2 separate regions of the Mus musculus genome follow, and region 2 is linked to region 1. A link is a contact called in public promoter capture Hi-C data. All regions are on one chromosome and are shown on one strand. The core of a region is the stretch at or near the end of the contact, and the rest is flanking DNA. Distances in the headings are between cores, read along the strand shown. Region 1 holds the start of Chp2 (calcineurin-like EF hand protein 2). Region 2 holds the start of Aqp8 (aquaporin 8).

Evidence for each region. Capture Hi-C pulls out chosen DNA fragments and counts their contacts.
Region 2: a contact with region 1 is called in a promoter capture Hi-C map of liver, with 2.9 times the contacts expected there. The contact joins the promoter of Aqp8 here to the promoter of Chp2 in region 1. A contact is called at or near these places in 3 of 39 promoter capture datasets (cranial neural crest, frontonasal cranial neural crest and hippocampal neurons) and 2 of 9 other capture datasets (adipose tissue and liver).

The regions. Positions count from the first base shown.
Region 1 is chr7:122,217,238-122,221,137 of GRCm38.p6, reverse strand. Chp2 (calcineurin-like EF hand protein 2) reads right to left here and starts at 1,642. Exons shown (of 7, transcript NM_027363.1): 1 at 1,360-1,642; 2 at 589-661; 3 at 399-479; 4 at 158-288; 5 at 1-36. The coding sequence starts at 1,426. Gm51496 (a long non-coding RNA gene) reads left to right here. Exons shown (of 2, transcript XR_003946871.1): 2 at 3,065-3,419.
Region 2 is chr7:123,460,658-123,464,562 of GRCm38.p6, reverse strand. It overlaps Aqp8 (aquaporin 8), which reads right to left and starts at 2,269. Exons shown (of 6, transcript NM_001109045.1): 1 at 2,105-2,269; 2 at 1,745-1,989; 3 at 248-374. The coding sequence starts at 2,116.

The DNA of each region.
Region 1 (3,900 bases), core at 393-2,892:
TCCCATCCCGATCCAGATCATAGAGCTGAAATGCAACTGGGAAAGGAGAGGGAAAAGGAAGTGAGGCTCCTGAGCTGACAATAAGTCCTCACCAGGCTCACGGGGGGGGGGGGGGGGGGGACGGGGGGGGGGGACGAGGGGGGGCGCACACACTCACAGCGCAGTTTGTTCATTCTGCTGTTTAGGGGTTCAGGTTGCTTGGGGTCTCGGAGTGTGGCATCTTCTTCATCTATAGGTCGAAAATAAGCCAGGACCCTGGCAAAGCCTGCGAAATACAGTCTCTGACTTCTAGAGGGACAGGGATGGAGAAGGTCAATGGTCACCCAAGCTGCCACCATCTGAAGCCTCACCTCCCACCCACGTCCATTTCCCCTCCGGTCAGCCAGTAGAGACTTCACCCGTTGGGGAAGAAGCTGTCTATAATGCGGTCACCCAGTGGATTCACAGCCAGTGCTCCGATCTGCTGGAGGTCTAGGCGGCTGTGAAGACAAAGCAAGGAAGGCAAAAAAGGAGGCAGATGGAGGTGTCAGTGAGGGGATGGGGCCAGAAAAAACAGAGGCAAAAGATCTTAAGATCTGTTCTGCTCACCTTAGGAAGCCCTTTTCATCCCTGTCCAGGGCTTGGAACCGGTGGTAGAGGCGGAGCAGGCTGGCTTGCGAGACTGCGGAGAGGAGGTGGGGATGAGTCCGCAGAGGACTCACAGGTCTTTATTGCCAGGCCCCTTGTGACTTGGGGTGCGCTGTAGAAACCCCGGCCAGGGGGCGTGGGCGAGGAACAAGAGGGCTTATTCTCATCTTTAACGCCCCCCCCCCCCAACATAAAAGGGTCTTCTATCTCTCCACCCTCAGCGCAGCTTCAACCACAAGGAAGAAGCTCACGGGCGAGGATAAAGGGAGAGAGTTACCCTTTGCAAGACCAGGTGTGTGGAGTCGACTCTGCTGGAGAAAGCTTGGCTCCAGAAAACACTAGGTTGGAGAACCCAGGAAGTTCCCAGAGCCCAGGATATAGCTCCCCCTGCATCTGTCCTCAGCTCAGCCTTCAGCCTCCAGCCGAGCTCAAAGACACCTGAGTGAATCTGGTCCATCAACCCGGACTGCCTCAAACTTGGCTCTCAGGTACCTTGCGAACCCGGACACTGGGTCTCGGTTTCCCAGCTCCAGAGGCGCAAATTCCCAGACTCAGATTCCAAACCCTCTAAGTCTCTGCGATCTGGAATACTCAAGCTACATTCTAGTGACACACACACACACACACACACACACACACACAAAACACTACACTACACTAAACCTCCTCCTGTGCCCGCCCACGAACTACTGGGCTGCGCTGACCACCACCACTACCAGCACCCATACTCACAGCCTGTCTCTCTGCGAATGTGCTCCACGTCTGGAATGAGCGCGATATGAGAGCTTCGTGAGCCCATGGCAGAGCCACAGGAGGAGACGAGCAGCCAGGGGAACCAGGAGTCCTCTGCTTCCTCTCTCCTCCCGTCCAAAAGGCGCGGCTGCCCAGTGGCCCCAGAGCCGAAGGTCACGGTCCTGGAGAGCAGCCAGAATCTAGGCGTTTTTCGCCTGCCACCTACAACTCTGGGAGAACAGAAAACAATGCCCGGAGTAGCAGGTCAGAGGGGAAGGCTGAAAACAACTGGTCGTTTCAGCCTGGAGATTGAGGTCGCCAGAGGCTGGGCAGCGATGCCAGGGCCCCGCCTTCCTCACGCCTGTGTGAGCCAGTTTTCTCCCAACACTCCCTAGACACAAACCCACCTCCTCCACAGGACCTCCCAGATCCGCTCAGCCAGTGCTGCTCACTCAGTTTAAATCCTACTGGGCAGGATGAAGATTTTCTTCTGGGGAGCAGAAGAGGGGGCAGGGGGCAGGGAGCAGGGACGGCTCCCTGGGCAGGAGGGATGGGGATGGGGAAGTCCGGGCTCCACTAAGTGGTACAGCATAGACGGGAATCCCAATTACGCTCTCCTTATTCTACATAAGGCCACGATGTTTTGTCTATGTGGGATTATCCTGTGGCTGAACTAATTCTTAAGATTCACGAAGCCTCCGGACACCAGCACTGAGGAGGTTGACGCAGGAAATTAGCCATGAGTGGGTGGCTACTCTGAGCTACATGTGTCCTAAGCCAACCTAGGCTTCCTTGTTTCTCAAAACAAACAAATGTGTTAAGATTTATCCAAAATCCAGACTCATGGATTCTCTGAGAAATCAGAAATTCTGGGGCTAACTTTGCGACTGAGTGGGATGGCATCACCTGCCATACAAGCCCAAGGCCCTGGGTTTGACACATTGCAGTGGGCTGGGGAAATTCCTAGACATTTTGATATCTCGAACAAGAGGCTATTTTCCACAGGGTTTGACACATTGCAGTGGGCTGGGGAAATTCCTAGACATTTTGATATCTTGAACGAGAGGCTATTTGCCACAGTGCCCAAACAACCCATGTTCACTCTCCCAATGTGACAACAGGTGTGTAACCTCTTAGGCTTCTCACCAGTTCCCAACACCAACAAGCTGAAGTCTGTGACCTGGCTTAAAATCCTAAACAGTCACCTCACAGTTGGCACATTCACACAGCATTCTATCAGAACATAAGCATCTGAAGAGGATGTGCTGAGACAGAAATGGAGAAGCACGGGCAGGTCATGAAGAACCGATGTCTATCTAGATCATATAGTCCATGTAACACCCAGAACCAGTATGCTAGAACTCAACTCGGAGAATTTGCAATTTTAGGGGCCCTATAAGAGCAAACTGAACACAACCTGAACTGTGGACAGGAATTTAGTGACATTCAATAAAGTATTTTTAGAAGAATCGAGGCCGAATTCCAGATTGATTCTCCTCGATGTTTGTTTTGAACAACAACATCCGTGGTAGGGTACCCTCAGGCGTAGGATGGGGCACTGTGCTGATACCTAGACAGCCCCCTGCTAACATTGTCCCACATGAACACAGGCAGGGGTGCCCTTTAACCCTTCTACCTTGGGTCCGTTTATTATCTATTAGGATGATATTAATAATGAAGCCTCCTCCTCCATTTCTGTGATTAGTGAAAGAAGAGTGTGAGGCAAGCTGGATGCAGGATGTCACACGCAGTGAGAGGCAAACAAATGCAAAAGGCAGCGTCTCATGCAACAGTACCAACAGAACAGCGCTACCAACAGAACAGCCGAACCAACAGAACAACGGTACCGACAGAACAACAGAGTCGGTTTTTTACTTCTTTGCACGCTTGACAGATTTCAACAGTAACAGTATTGCATACATTGAATGTTTCAAAGCATCTTACTTATTACTTGATCTCTAGTGTGAGAAACATAGATAATGACTAACTGGACCCTTGTTGCATCTATAAAATACTGCAGAGAACAAACAAATAATTCTACAGTATTTCTTTATCACAAATGATTGCCCCAGCACTTCTTTCTTCCGCTTCCTTTTTTGTCGTCTCGAATTTTCTAAAATAACAACTTGTTAGTCATCATATAGTACACTGTTCAAAATCAGCACAAGTTTCAATGGACATCAATTCTAATTAAGATTATATTTAAAAAAAAATACTAAAGACAGTAGCAAGGCCTGTCCCTGCACCTGGGGCTTTGCTATGTGCACTGTGAGTCCTTGCTAGACTTCACACTGTCGTGTATTGTGAACTGCTGAAAAGCACGCTGCCCTATTTCCTATAGCTATATGGGAACACCACAGTCATTAATAAAGGAAAAAAAGCTTAGGGCTGAAGAGATGACTCAGCAGTATAGAACACCTGCTCTTTCAGAGGACCCATGTTCAGTTCCCAGCACCCAAATGATAGTTCACAGCTGTTTGTAGCTTTAGGCATCGGGGACCCAATGCCTTCTTCTGGCCTTGGGGGATCCAGGCATGCTTG
Region 2 (3,905 bases), core at 1,020-3,519, 1.2 Mb before region 1:
GTTAGAGCCCTAAGACTGGAGTTACATAAGGTTGTGAGCTGCCATGTGGGTGCTGAGAACTGAACCCAGGTCCTCTGGAGGAGCAGCCAGTGCTCTTAACTGCTGGGGCATCTCCTTGGCCCGGGAAGTAGCCTTTTTGACTAATAGAAAGATTTCTAAGATTTCAAGCAAACCCAAAGGTAAGAGAGGGGAAAGGGGACTCCATCAGTACCAAGCCACTAGTCCTATCCCAGCAGGGACCACTCACTTTAGCCAAGGCAGCCCCAATCAGCCCTCCAAATAGCTGGGAGATCCAATAGGGAATTAGCAGCATGGTCTTGAGGCCTCCGATCACTGTGACTGCCAGCGACACAGCAGGGTTGAAGTGTCCACCGCTACAACCAAGAAGAGAAGGAAGCCATGAGGACATGCTCCAAGGCTCACCACAGGGACATCCCTTGGGAATATGTACTTCAGCCTGTCCTCCAAGCTGAGCCTGCAGGCTGGAGTCAGCCCAGTCCCTTCCATAAGCAGAAATGTGCAAATCGCTCCCGTTTTTCCACGAAGAGCTTTGTGTTGGGGTGAGAGGAGCAAAGGTAGCTGCAGATGGGTGGAGCAGGCCCTAACCCCAGGCCCTAGTTGGCCTTAGAGACAAACACATACAGAGAACATCCATGGTTTACTCCAACTCCTCAGAGCTTGTTCTGGCCTTTCAGAAATGTGGCCAAAGTGCTGTACCTACAGTCGGTACAGCTGACTGCAAAAGCAAGATGTTGGTGCGTGTTCAGCAGGCATCTCTGCCTGCTGGTCATACTCCGGGCTTCACTGAAGCTGATGCTGCCCTCTTCTGCATCACACAGCTAAACACAAGCTCAGAGGCTCGCCTTGGTTGCCCAGCCAGGAAGCCACCAGGCCTACCTAGATAGAAGGTCATGTGCCTTTCACCCTGCCCAGAACTCCTGCACCCCCACCCACCCATTTAAAGAGATAATAAACTGTCCATTGTTTCTTCCCAGAGGGCAGTAACTCAATGTCCTCACTCAGATCTGATTTCGAGTGAGATAGAGAACAGCCCTATCCCAGTCCCCCTGTCAGATGACCCAATCGGAATGTCTACCATTACAGCTGGCTCTTCTGGGAAACAGCCCACCTCCCATCAACCCATTCTACTGGGCTCCTACCCAGATAAAAAACCAAGGGATGGTCATTTTTCTGCCTCTAAAAAACAAAACAAAACAAAACACTCTTGTCAGGTTGAAGCCCCTGCACTTTCTGTGCATCGCAGTGGACAAAAACCCGGCGCTTTGCTTTTTCCAATTCACTCCCAAAGAGTAGCAGCAACAGTAGTGAATACTGAGCACCCCACGATCCCATCTCCCCAAGACAATCCCTCGGCTTTGGACACTAAGCCAGACAGCTTGAATTTGACTCCTGGCTCCACCACCTGGTAGCAAATACCTCATCTCAGTGATGTGGACTTTTCTCTTTTGCAAATATAAAACGGGAAATAACAGAACCTATTTCTTAAGTTTGTCACTAGAATCAAATATCTGAATCATGCTCAGTATAGAGCAGAGGCAATAGCTAGCAATGGGTATATGTTGGCTCGAAGCTAACTTTAACATGTAGTAACAGTATGACTCCTATTTAATAGTCTTCACAGACTGCAGAGCTAGATGACCCACCCCCACGTTTGTAAGACCATAAGTGGGTGCCCAAGAATTCCCCAGATTGGCACTAAGCTAATGATGAGGTCTGGTCTCACCTGATGTTCCCCAAGGTAGCAATGATGAGCCCCAAGGCCAGCCCATGAGCCAAGGCAGGCTGCAGGAGCCCAGTATTCGGACTATTCTCAATGACCGATAGACATCCGATGAAGATGAAGAGAGCGGAGCCCACAAGTTCCACTATACATGGTTGTACGTATTGCTCATACCAGAACACACGGCATCTGCCAGCCATGCTGGTCTTCACCTTGACCTCAGGTAGGTCCATACTACACATTGGTGTCTGCCGTAGGGGGAAAAAAAGACAGGAAACATGGGTGGCAGAGGCCCCAAGACAAAAGCCCCCACCCCCAGCCTTGACCAAATCCTTAGTGCCCTTGCCCAGGCAACAGACTCACCTCCCCAGACATCTGCTCAAGAAGATCCGAGCCAGAGCTACCAGGAGCTTCGCCGGCTGCCCTAGATTGTACTCACTTATCTCTAGGTCACAGACTGGAGGTAGAGTCTAGCGGACTCTGCGCTTTTAAAGGACTGGGGACATTCACCAAAGGTGTCCAGAAAGCAATAAAGCCCGAATGGGAGGTGGCCCAGAAGAGTCAACTTTTTTTTTCTAATCTCAACAGGGCAAGGGCCACGTGGGATCAATGATTGCTGGGCTTAGTGCCAGCAACAGGAAAGGCGTGGTTAGCTTGTATCATGTGCATGAGTGCTCAGGCCTGAGGAAGGTCCCAGCAGGAGACACTGCACACTCAGTAACAGCCAGCTCCGCTACCATTGACATTCCACCATCCTCGTGGGTCTCTTTCCCACCCAGGACCTTTTCCACAAATACCCTGATCACCTGACCCAGCGAGTGTGTGAGCTGATGATGGCTGCTGGCTGCCTAAGGCAGTAGGGACAATATGGCACTGTTGTGTATGGTAAAGCTGGTGGACTTTGGAAACCTGGGGATGAGTAGGAGTAGGACCTACGGGCTTACCTACCCAAAGCCAGGGAACCACCAGTGAGATGCACCCCTCTGCTCACACTGCCTGCACTGACACCCCAGCTCAGCTTGTACAAGCCAAGAGCTAACCACGCAATTGAGTGCCACTGAGCTCGAGTCACTTTCACTGTTTCATCGGCAAATGACAGCGACTGAGCTAATGGCATGGCATCCTTACAGGGCTTCAATGAGTGAAGAAATGAAAAGGACTCAAGGTAGCTCCAGATACAGTACAAAAATGCCAGAGTCCATGAACTCAGAATATATGTGTAAGCCCCTCATGGCGTGCGAGTGGCCAGGCCCTGCCCCTGAGGATCTCCAACTGCTATAATCACCACTCAGGTGGCCCAGCTCCGCCCTACAGAGTAAAAAGCCCAAGATCAGGATTTGAAGTCCCACTAATCCCCACCCTGGAAAGTTCTACCCTGGAAAGTTCTGTTCCCCTACCCCTAAGCCCAAAATAAAGCCTGTCTTCTGCTCAGTTCTCTGCCGCTTCTTGTCTGAGCAGAGGTAGCCACCCTCCTGGGTTTTTCCCTTCTAATAAATCTCTTGTATGAAATTTGTCATGCAGAATGGCTTTGTGGTATCCCTTGGCTCCCAACTGCCAGGAAACCTTTCCCTTCAAAGCTATAAAACTTACAGCGGGGGGGGGGGGACACCCCATGAGCTATACCAGTTCCCCTTCCCCACAGACCTGTAATACCCATATAGACACCCACGGGCAAGAGTTCATATGTATTAACGTCCACCAACCTTAGAATGCACACTCGGATGTTACAGTGCCAGCAGCTGGCTAAGAGCCTTGCATACATTGCCTCAGGTTCACCTGGAGAACACTCCATGAGGAGGGTCCAATCTTTACAGCATGCCGCAGAAGAAAAAGCACTTTTTCACGATGACAAAGCCTAAGATCATAATAACAGTGAAATGTCACAAAAGGACAATGTAAATCAAGTTATATAAGGGACCGGGACAAAAGGACAATGTAAATCAAGTTATATAAGGGACCGGGACAAAAGGACAACGTAAATCAACTTACATAAGGGACCGGGACAGTCGGGTTTGTAAATACAAAAGGAGGGATGGGGTCAGGAGGGGCTTAGTTGGTGGGATGCGTGTTTTGCACTCTGAACCCTAGGTTTGATCCTCTCCTAAGCACCCCACAGAACCTGACGTGGTGGTGCACACCTGTAATGCCGACACGGGGGAGGTGA